Regions from separate parts of the Bombyx mori genome. Here region 1 is linked to region 2. A link is a contact called in public Hi-C data. All regions are on one chromosome and are shown on one strand. The core of a region is the stretch at or near the end of the contact, and the rest is flanking DNA. Distances in the headings are between cores, read along the strand shown. Region 1 overlaps LOC101742172. Region 2 overlaps LOC101742172.

The links. A called contact is a pair of places that touch in the nucleus more often than the background predicts.
Region 1: a contact with region 2 is called in a Hi-C map of midgut, with 1.6 times the contacts expected there. The contact joins two enhancer-like sites. A contact is called at or near these places in 2 of 7 Hi-C or Micro-C datasets (midgut and whole pupa).

The regions. Positions count from the first base shown.
Region 1 is chr11:9,529,090-9,535,186 of ASM3026992v2, forward strand. The region is part of intron 1 of LOC101742172; the gene reads left to right. Among protein-coding and RNA genes, the nearest start is that of LOC101741882, 19 kb to the right of the region's middle. Within about 2 kb of position 3,827, at least 3 of the 8 cell types and tissues checked have open chromatin away from gene starts, as enhancers often do.
Region 2 is chr11:9,488,199-9,494,179 of ASM3026992v2, forward strand. The region is part of intron 1 of LOC101742172; the gene reads left to right. It overlaps LOC134199681 (a long non-coding RNA gene), which reads right to left. Exons shown (of 2, transcript XR_009974274.1): 2 at 3,192-3,830. Among protein-coding and RNA genes, the nearest start is that of LOC134199681, 9.2 kb to the right of the region's middle. Within about 2 kb of position 4,148, at least 2 of the 8 cell types and tissues checked have open chromatin away from gene starts, as enhancers often do.

The sequences.
Region 1 (6,097 bases), core at 2,577-5,076, 41 kb after region 2:
TTGCTGGCTTCATCCTACACATTTTTGTATTTGTGTCTCTTACCTGTCGTTTTTTCCGTTGCGTTTGGTTTGAAATCACAACGATTCTAAAGAAGTTTTCACTTCAAAAATTCTAACGTTTTGTTTACTTGCACCATTTGCCCCCAATAAAATACCAACGTGTCAAATGAGATTCGCCAATGCAGCGCGGAGATGAATAAGTTACGATATAAATTTTTAACATAATAATATGTACCTACCTAGTACGTACCTTTATAGCATCGTTTTGGAGCATTTAACATCGTTTTTCTATGTAAGTTTGCGTTCTCCGAAATCATTTGCTCAATTCTATAGGGTCAAAATCTAAATCGAAACTTATCTATAATTGAGTCTGTCAGTGGACGGTTGGAAACTGGATTTATACATTTTTATTGCAAGTTTATTTTGCAACCAAATTATAATTGTAGTAGATTTGAAATTACAGGAATATAACATGACGTTATTGTGAAAAAATATGAATTTGCCTGTTCATTAGAGAAACGCGTAGGTACATACGTATTACGTATAAAGTAAAGTACTTTATATTATACATATAATTAAATGGTATATTAATATTCCATTCCCAATTGTTTGGTTGTGTTTATACAATGTCTGTATGATCAGTGGTGGATGTTTTAGGGCTGATGTAATTTTTTTTATATAAATAAAAATTTTAAAAGGCCCTCTTTCTTACCTTTATTAAACTAGCTTACTTACTTATGCATGGATTATAGTTGTGTGTAATATAAATAATATAATATGGGTATGAAATGTTATATTAGTTTTAGTAATCATTTACCATAGTAAGTATAAGTATAAAGTATAAGTATTATTAATATTATATATTTATATTATTATATATTTAGCACTATATATTATTTTATATATTAATTTGCACGAAAACAAAAATGATTCATAATGCATAAGGGTCAGTTCATAGACCGTTCTCTGTAATAATAGTTCGACATTGTTCTTGTTATTCTACTTGTAATAAAAAGTTTTGTATCTAACTAATTATTTACTTCAAGTTTCATGGGATTTCGCGCGACATTAGTTTTCGGTTGATTCTGCACTGAACTTATATAACTAATCTCCGGTAGCCGTGGACATAATTATTTTCATTTATTGTCATTACATTATTTCCGACGTTTCAAATACTTTTCCTGGTCGCAATAATAAACCCGAGATTAAAGCGTGAAAGTAATTATCGTTAAATTAATTATTATTAAATATCGTAATTATCTTATAATACTCGTTGATGTTCGTAAATGAAAAATGTTTAGTATTAAACAAAGTGGTGAGAATTTTTAAGAAAAGTATAAAATTTTACTAAACTTTTGTTTTATCAAAAGATGCTCTCTATACCTTTACTTTGACAAGGACTGTGATAATAAATTATAATTTAGAGACATGAGTAATAATTACAACTCATTAATAAAATATACTATTTCCTATTAAATTCGAATAGAATTTATAGAAAATTTACCTTGTATATAGAAATGAAACACTTTTCTAATACGAAGTTATTTCTCTACCATTATTACGAGCTCACCGTAACCAAAAGTCGAAACCAAAATGCAATTATTGCTTCCCTAAGAATAAAAACCTTACCATACGTCAGAGGCCCCAGGTGAGCGAAGCACGGCTCTTGCTAGGGTTCGTGTTAGCAACATCGTCAGGTTTGAGCCCCTTGAGCTCACCTATTGGTCCGGTGACGCTGATATGGTATCTCTAAAGTACTCTAACATCAGGTTAGGTAGGAAAAAAAAGTGAAGTTGAAGGCATGCTAATTAATGATTATTTAGGACGTCGAATCGTAATTATTAAATGTAAGTAAACCTTTTGATGTAATTTTAACAAAAACTTTATTTGTAATCTAACTAGATTAAATCATAAAAGTGATCGCTTAAATTTCTCAATAACATATTGAAATAATATAATTTGAAATAATGTAAATGTTATACTTAGCCGTACTGCTATGATTTTATGTTTTTCATTGCACAACTCCGCGAAAAATAAAAAATAGTTTTCTTTTCTTCGTTTTAACAAAATTCCATGAAAATAGATCAAATAGAAAAAAAGTAACTAGGTAACCAACCCGCTATCTAGAATAACGCCTACGTTATTATTTTTACGATCTAGCTTAACGGCTTTGTGGCTTTAACACGGCCAAACCGGTTATCTAGTAACTATTTCCTGCAGCCCTGTTTAATTAAAGTTTTAATTACGTTTTCCGAATTTCCCAGTTGTGTTATCAACATATCAGGTCAAAGTGATTTAATGCGCGGCCTGTTTTTGTCACGAAACAGCGCGACGCGGTGATTTTACAATACAATTGAAACATCCTCATGTGATCATCATCTTAAATTTTAAGGCGGTATTCGCATTGAGATTTAAATGAGATCTTACAAGTAAATAACAGTAAGTAGGTCGTAGGCAATTCATAACCAGCGTTAGAAATGAAGCGTTAACGAAATTTTACAGCTGTAGCTAGAGCTATGTCGTATAAAACGAATATGGAAATTGAACCCGCGATCCTCGGCCCAGCAGTCACGGGCTCTAACTACTACGCTACTGAGTCAGTACAATACATAAGTGCTTCGCTTATTCAGTGTTTCTATTTAGCCCACAGAGTTTTTCGCCGAATCTTCTCAGTGGGTCGCGTTTCCAACCCGGTGGTAGATTCTGCAAAACACTGCTCTTGCTAGGGCTAGTATTAGCAACGTCGTCAGGTTTGATCCCATGAGCTCACCTACTCACTCGGAGAATTTACTATAACCCCACGAGGCTACTAGAATAGGTACGAAAAAAATCTCTATTTAGTATGTCTCTACCACTGTGAAATATTCGTTCGTTCTTAGGATACCACTTGCTATCATACTACTTCTCAATTGTGGTACTGGTCCCTACCAAAATCGACCACTTAGTTCAATCTACGGCTTTTATCATCCATTTTCAGTATATACATAGAATATCAGTAAAAATCGTTATACTAAAGCCTCGATAAATTAAGCGTCCGTCTCTTCGTTAAACATCTGATATTGTTAATACTGACATTTAAGAACAAACACATGTTTGTACTATAGTAGTAAATTCTAGCGCACTAATGGTGTGCATGGGAACTGCGTCACATCCTGTGGATACACAAAGACAACCACGTGCGTACATTTAGTGCGTGCGTCACGCATCAATACATATTGTTTGTAAGAAAGTTTTTTTTTTTATGATTGAGAGATTACTGGTGGCCCGAAGGCCTTTCCAGTTTCACCAGGACAGGTGGGCGAGCAAAGGCTCAGCCAGGAGGGGTGGGATTTGCTAACAGCTGCCCGAGCGCCTCCGAAGGAGACCTAACAACTCAAGAGCAATTGCTTCGCGAATGAATCTACTACCGGATCGGAATCGCGACCCGTTGAGAAGATCCGGCGAGAAACTCAGCGGGCTGATGCATGGGCTAGGTTGCACGTCGACCTCTTTGTCGAGTTCAACGAGTACGGTTACTGGGGTCCCTAAGCCTGCTCCTAGTATTAGAGCTGAAGGCATCTAATGCAAAGGTTATTGGATCTGATGGATCCGTAAGGACGTGTTGTAAGAAAGTACTCGGATTGTATCGTCACACCACATAATTGTTTGTTACATCCATGCAGTTCTTTATTTTACGTACTTTTTTAATCAATTTCCCAATTATAATTTGGTGAATTAAAGCTTTGGAGGATATGAACACGGTTCCGATATTGAGTTTTATCGCTAGAGCACAGTGGCTACCCCAACAATTGACACTTCTTTTATTATAGTATATTTTTTTATTACGACGATATGTGCTCCGTATAAATGAGTGCATTGAAACTCTAAGGGTGAAGCCACGGTATTGAAGGTACGGTAGACGACGACTATTTTATTGTATAATAGAATTTTATAATCCAAATTACTTTTACGGTTTCATTTCCCGTAGGTATACTGTTGATATTATTTTCGAAGCTTCGAAACTTTACATTTTCTCTAGTCACGATTTTTTTTATAATATGTCGTCTATTAAATAAACATTACCAATAATATAAGCGAGATTGAACCATACAAGTAGTTTTAATTATGCTTACAACTCGCAAAATCCGTAGAAAAGTACTACAGGTGTTTACTAGATTAACAAACAATTAAATTTTAATGATTTATTAGATACACAGCTCTCGATCTAAAATGAAAAGTATTGCTCTAGGGACCCCAAATATTAAATTCAACGAGCAACTAATTCGTAAATTACATTTAAGAAAATTTAAAGTACTCTTAATTGAATACAATGCTACTTAAAACTTGGTTAAATGACAATACGCCCATGACCAGAATGCCTTTTACGAACAATCTCAAAGTACCCAAATTATTTTCGTAACTTTAAAATGACTTCATAAAGTGTAACATCAAAAACAAAAGTGCCAGGAAACGATAAGTATTCCAAATTATGTGTTGTGCCATCTAAACGGGAGCGTGAGATTATTGATAACTTTAATTTAACAACAAAAGAATAACTTTCACTCGTTATTCAATACTTGATTACGCTGCGGTGATTTTTATGAACTTGATCTACTAAACAGTGATTGTATATACGAGACGCGACGCGCTGTTTAACTCGGACTAAGTTTTTGAATCATTGCATTGGTCTGGAATATACCAGATGAATTGTAGATTAATATAAAAAAAGACGTATCCCGGCGTTACTCAGGTAATGTCATTTACTATGCTAAAAAGTTTTAACTCAACGAAATATCCGTTTAATATACAGAAAGTCCTTATTTATATTTACATTTTTCAAAGACCTTGAAAAAATCAGATGTACGGCAACCGACAAGCACTTCAAAGGCTTTTTGTACTGCCTCTCGAGTATTGATTTTATCCTTGACAATTTTTTTAAATTTGTCCAAACTTTGAAAAAAGTAGAAGTCCGTTGGCGAAACGTCTGGTAAGTGCGGTTAATGACGCAAAACTTCCAACCCTTGCTCTTGTAACTTTTTCTTTCCTTCCTAAGCTGATAGCTTTGAAAGGCTATGTCAGTGTAACCGGGCGAGTAGGGGAGCTCACGGGGCTCAAACAGGGAATGTTGCTAACACTGGCCCTAGCAAGAGCAGTGCTTCGCAGAACCTACCACCGGATCGGAAACTCGACCCACTAAGAAGATCTCGAGAGACGCAGTGGGCTCTTGTAGCTCAGAGATCGTCGGTTGTGCCTTATGAGGGCGAGCCTTGTCGTGTAGGAGGAACGGGTGATTAACCAAGGCTGGCCGGATATTCTACAAGCCTATCATTGAGTCCAGTTGCTCACAGTACGTCCGCAATAACGCTGATGGCATTTGTTATAAATCTATGATTAATCATACTGACACATGAGCACCAAGCACTGACCATGATTTTTAGACGTAAGTTTTCGTTTGGTGCATTGCCTGGGTGCTGATCCATAGTCTAATCAACATAAGGACCGCTTACGACTCTAACACATATCGTCTTTCACACAATTTATAAGCCTCCTCCAAGCCTAATCATAGATAGGTAAAGACGGATTATACTCGAAATTTTATCCAAATCTGCTAATCCATTATTGCATGATTTAATAATAAACATACAAACTTTTTTATATATGTACTCCTTCTTAGTCTTCTGAATCGGCAATGCTGTATATGTTAAATAAAAATGTATAATACTTAAAGTACATTGTGGTTTTTATGGGCTGCATCTAATGCGAAGACTGAGGTCCGGTGGTATCTTCCGACTACCTTGAAATACATTACCGACTCGACTGGGCAATACACCACCACCATATCAATATGTCATATTGGATGACCGGCCGGATCTTCTCGGTGGGTCGCGACTCCGATGGTAGATCTCTAGGGCTAGTTAGCTTTAGCTTTTAGATTCAGCCCTGTGAGCTCATCTACCAAACCGGTGAAGCTGGAATAGCCAGCAAGGCTACCAGCGGAAGGTAGGGAAGAAATGTTTCCTCCTGATAAATTAAGAGACTTTATTACAGCTCCTACAATTAAATTGACAAACAAACAACGACACATCGATGTGAATGCCACAGCAAAAACCTATTGCGA
Region 2 (5,981 bases), core at 2,898-5,397:
CTACTTTCGTATTTTTCACTGTAACACATAATGGTTTTTAATACGCTTTTATTAGCTTCAGACGTAATGTATGTAACGGAATCTTTGAACATGATTTTGAACCCCTTCAAAACGTCGGATTAACTCGAAATTTGGTATATATACTTATTAAGAACCGATGACAATTCAATATTAAAAAATTGAAATTCAACTACAAATTGAAAAATAAATAATAGTTTAAAAAGCTAACAAAATACGCTTTTATAGAAAATCCAACTAGAATTACATTTTGTTTTCTATAAAAGCGTATTTTGTTAGTTTTTTAAACTATTATTTATTTATTGTACAAGACAAGAGAACTAAACTACGGTTTGGAAGGTTTCTGGGACCCCCGGAGATCACTGAGAATACCGCCATTCTCCTTGTTGTTAACGAAACAGCAATAACTCCTCCACAGCAGAATAAGACCGGACTGGCTGAAACACGCGGGCTTCTACGGGAGATATTGTATTAAAAATATTTTAAACCATAATACGAAACGATTACAAAGAGCCAATAAATTCGAAAAGTTTCCACAGTAAAAGACCTCGCGTCCATTAACCACAGCCATAGATTTTCTTCCGCGTCCAAATTAAAAGTTCGAAATATAAATAAACTTTTCGTTATCCCGGCAAAGCTACGTGAAGAATAATTTTAATGGACTTTGATAATATCTATTTTTTTAAAACAAAAATTTTCAAGTGTTTTATGAATCTTGTTGCTATTATTTCTATTGCATATTTTATATTATAGTCAATGTTCGTAGTTTATTAAAGATGACCATTACGTAGACATATATAATGGTAAAATTACTATGGAATGCGATATGGGATACGATGGAATACGATCTCAAAACAAAAGAATCTTATAAAAGACCTAAAATAGTTACATAACTCTTCAGAAATTCCAATATAATGACAATCTAAGTAAAAGCTACCGCTTAAATTGACATTCAAACAATGTAATTTAAGTACATAGATATTTGCTTATCTCACAAACTTCCAAGTAGCACTTATGTTTAGTTTAAATTGGTCTGAAACTATGCCATATTGTATTGTATATTAGGTTACGTAAAATTAGATTCCGCTTGTTTAATATTTTCGTACTAGACGACAACCTTTTTTTATTTTTTAGGCATATAACGAACAGATATCGTCCACTGAATTTCTTGCTGGATCTTCTTCTCAGCGAGTCGCGATTCCGACTCGGTGGTAGATTCTGCGTAGTACTGCTCTTGCTAGGGATAGCGTTAGCAAATTCTCTCAGGTTGAGCCCGTGAGCTCATCTACCCGTCCGGGCGTAAATAAAATAACCCCTTAGGTTACCAGCGAGTAGGTAGGGAAAAAAGAAAAACAAGTACCAAGAATTAATCGTTCAGGGAAAGATCCCCGGGAAAAGGCAAGCCAGTCGGAGGCAGCATAAATTGATCGTCAAAGGGTGGATGGACCGCATTACTATCTCGTTCTTCAGGGCGGCACTCCGGTCACCGCCATTGCCGAACACGTCGCTTGCGACGAAGGGCTCGACGAGTAAATTAACCCATATACACAACCCACTGAGTTTCTCGGCGGATCTTCTCAGTGGGTCGCGTTTCTGATCCAGTTGTAGATTCTGCGAAACACTGCTCTTGTTAGGCCCAGTGTTAGCAACACTCCTGGTTTGAGTCCCGTGAGCTCACCTACTCGCCCGGTTACGCTGACATAGCCTCTCAAGGCTATAAGCTTAGGTAGGAAATTGAAAAAGGGCGGCAGCCTCGACATTTAGGACAGCTACGCCATTGTCCAGCCCCGCTACGATTGATATTCTAAGATAACTCCATTACGACCAACATTAAGAAGTCCATTAGGATTCCATTAAGTCATGCGAAATTTGTTCACGAATTATCACTAATAGCAGATTTCAGTACAGATAAGTGAAAGCTTACCCTTCGCCCATGTTCTGGCTTTATTGCATGCTTTATTGAATTCGTTTTATTGCAGAAATACAATGAATTAGTCGATATTCGATGGGATTGGTGGTTTTTGAACTAGGTACGTAGAACTAATCTGAAGATATTGTTCTATGGTACTTCAGCATAGACGCTTAGCTTTCTAGATTTCCATAACCTTAGCCATGAAAATGTATGAAAACTGTTTATTTTTATAGAACACCATCATCATACAGTTATTTCGTATAAAATATTTACAAAAAATCATTAATTATCACTCTTTCTATTAGTGAAAACCATATCAAAATAGGAAGCGTGGATTAGAAGAAGTGGCTTTCTCAATAGAGATAGAGATAGATAGATAGAGATTCTCAATAGAGAGAGCTTATTTTAAATAATATATTTTCTGAAAAATAATGATAATTTAAATGTATAATAATAATTTTAAATATCTATAATGTAAATTTCGTACTAACAGTCGAAGAAAATGATTTCGCTACTTAATTATTATTTATCACCAAAACACGTACTAAATACCTACACACTTACTACATACTTACACATGTTTAATCATTAGAGTGTAAATTTAAATGTGTAATAAATATTTTGTCATTCAAAATACCATACACTTTTATGTATTCTGAATGGTTTTTAAATTATGTACCCTATTCTGTTAAAAAATTTCATTCACTAAACACATACTTTTCAAAGGAACAAATGGGTCATATTAACCACGTTGTCGCGATAAGACACATCGCTATTCCGATATATTTATATCGTTTTAAATTCTCATACACGATTTCATTTATCGTTCAACAAAATAATCTACTTACCGAATGTAATTTGCGCTTTGAATAATTCATGAGCGAGCGGAAAGAAGTTTAATTCACACACGAGTACCTATTTCACTAACAAATGTATCTTTTATATTCAAAGCACTTGCTTTTAGTAGGTGACCCTAATATAGGGATGTGCATTCATTCTTACTAGGCGAATGTTTGGGGTGGGTCAGACCTGATGCGATGAATTTAAATAGATAAGAATCGTATATGGATAATCTGTTTGAATTTATTGGAACGAAGTTCTTTATGGGACGATGCGGAGGTGTAACCTAACCGGGAAAAAGCGTCCGTAACGTAAGATTTTGTTATATATATATATTAGTACCGTACGCTAAAATTTATGAATTGCTTTAAACGTTGTTAAAACTTAATTGATCGTTTACGTTATAAATGAAACACCAAAATTTTCATGTATGTATAATATTTAATATTGTTTTAGATTCCCTTACTCCAGTATAGCATAATAATCAAAACAAATAGAAAGCATAACCTGGTTTCTTTCTCGTTTCTCGTCCACGACTACGTGGTTTGGTTTCAGAATTCCAAGTTCATCATTGACCAGCGAGCCTATATAGCTAGGTATAAGCTAAATTTTGTACAGAACATCATTATTTTAGATTTAACAGAACTATCGTAACAGAAGGCCGAAAATTCCCGAAAAATAATCGGAGTTAGCTGATCAAGCATATGTGATCCGGTGGCCTCTTGTCCATTCAAAATGTACGTGCTTTGGTTTCCAAATGTCCCTTAGCTCTGATCAGCGTTACCCCAGTCCCTTACAAACTCCAAAGCTTTTGTTTTCTAAGTTAGATTGTGTTAGAATTTTCTACGGCACCGCTGACAAGGAAGGGTTGTTTTCATTAATCCGAAAAGTTACAAGGTCCCGATTATTCGGATAAAGTTCTTGCTGATTTCGTGTACCGCTCGTTTTGTATTCGTTCGCTTGATGTCATCGTTTCGGCTTTGTTTACATTTGTTATTTGGCAACGTTGTATTCTCAGTTGGCTTGCGAGGTCGCTGACCGTTGTCTCCGGCTTGGAAACCTATAAAATTTAAAATGGAAATTCGAAGAATGATAAAATGAAAAAAAAATGCTTCTATTCGTGTTTCGATCCAGAATAAAACACGTATCTAGCAGATATAATAACGAGAGTGCTTGTTTTATTTCGCAAATAATAAATAGATAAACTAGAATCGAAATACCCAACCTAGATGTCGATGACAGTACCCATAAATGAATCTCATGAAATCTTTATCACGTACTTAATCAATAAAAGCGGAGCCAATAAACTTGGAAAAGCCACACAATTCTAGATTAATAAAGTCTTGTATTGCACAACATGCTACGCTATGCTATGATATAGCATAGCATCATAGCAATATACAATGTAAGCGATGTAAGGATTCGAAAAACGAACAATGAACTAACTACTTTAAAATGTAAGATTTATTCAGTTTTCAAGTTTTAAACGTAAACCACTTTTACGGATTAATCACGGATTTATTAACCTGTCATTATATTATGTTATTTCCAACGTATGCAATACTTAACAGTGTTCGTGGGCACGGACGAATACGGTGTCATCGGCACTTGAATATTGTGCTAGCTATCGTATAATTAAAAAAAAATGATATTTACCTTTCTTTTCACACAGAAATAACTAATTTTGAGATGTTTGAACTTTATTTTAAATAGGGGTAAAATAAAGTTCATTTGGCTAGGCACAACCATAACAATAAAGAATAGTTTTCGTTTCAGTAACTTTTGTGTATGGTGAACCAGCAATACAAATTGAGGGTAGCGTTCCGATACCGCGTTCGCGACACCGTTTCCTCCCCTTTTTTTTGGTCAGGAGGAAATCGCCGGACTCCACCCTCCACTGGGGATGGTGGGCATGTCGGAGTCGAACCGACTAAAGCCTCTTGTCGCTCAACAACCCACGTCTGAGCCTCGCATGAGACAGAACTCATGAAAAACCAAAGGAAGGAGAGTGAAGCGTTTAATGCGGAGCACATCTCCCATCACCCTCCCCCTCGGGACGCTGTACTGGCGGTCGTCAGCGCCACGAGCACCAACCAGCTCGGTTAGCAGGCTGTCCGAAGCCCGCCTAGACGGCGCCGGTTAGACTGTGTTATCCTGCGGAATACCCCGCTGGGTCAGAACCAGCGTGGGTCGAGGATAACCGGCTTTCCATCGCTCGGATGCTCTTGTGTAAAATGCGTGCAGAGCAGCTTGCACGTCGTCTTCTTAGGCCCCCTTCGCCGGGTCCCAGACCGACATATGAGGGGTACCCGAAACACTTAGAGGGCCAGAGATTGGGTGAAATCCGCCTCTCTGGCCTCCGTTCGACGGCGGCGGGCTTGTGCGTCTCTCACGCGCCTAGCCGCCTCCTCGAGCATCGCCTTCCACGACTTGTCATCGCCGAGCATCGATGCCACAACATTCGGCAACAACAAGTCGTTTCGTATTTTTGCGACGAGGACACGGCCCCACCCCTCCCATGTGGTGCAGGCGCCGAGCGTGTGCAGGAACTCACCGAAGCAACCATACCCAGTGAGCACCCGCATGAGCCGAAAACTGAGGCGTCCTCTATCACGATTCACCCAATCCACAAGGACTGGGCGAATCGCCTCGACGGTCCTACGACCAGCCGAAGGATCGGCCAACCGCCTGGATCATGACTCCAGCATCCGTTTCCCATTAGCTGATTTTTAATAGCGCCACATTATACATTGCGTGGAGTGAAAGAACAATTAGAAGCTAATTTTTATTGTGATTTTTTAACGTTACCATGTAGTTAACATCACGACCTGTCTTCATTTTCAGAAACCTTAATATCGGTATATTCCTTTAATACGATCACATAGCTTTATTAAGACGTTTCGTAAACTCGGTTCATTACTCTGGGTATTTTGCGCGTTGTGGTGTGTTTATGTTTACTTTGGATGTTTTGGCGACAGTCTAGTTATGTTTATCTGTATATATCTTTCTTGGAAATGAACGTTTTTTAATTATCTATGCGTTGATTTTTTTTATATAGCATAGATGGGTGGACGAGCTCACAGCCCACCTGGTGTTATGTGATTAGTGGAGCTCATAGACATCTACAACGTAAATGAGCCACCCACCTTGAGATATAAGCTCTAAAGTCTCAGTATGGTTACAACGGCTGCCCCACCCTTCAAACGCATTA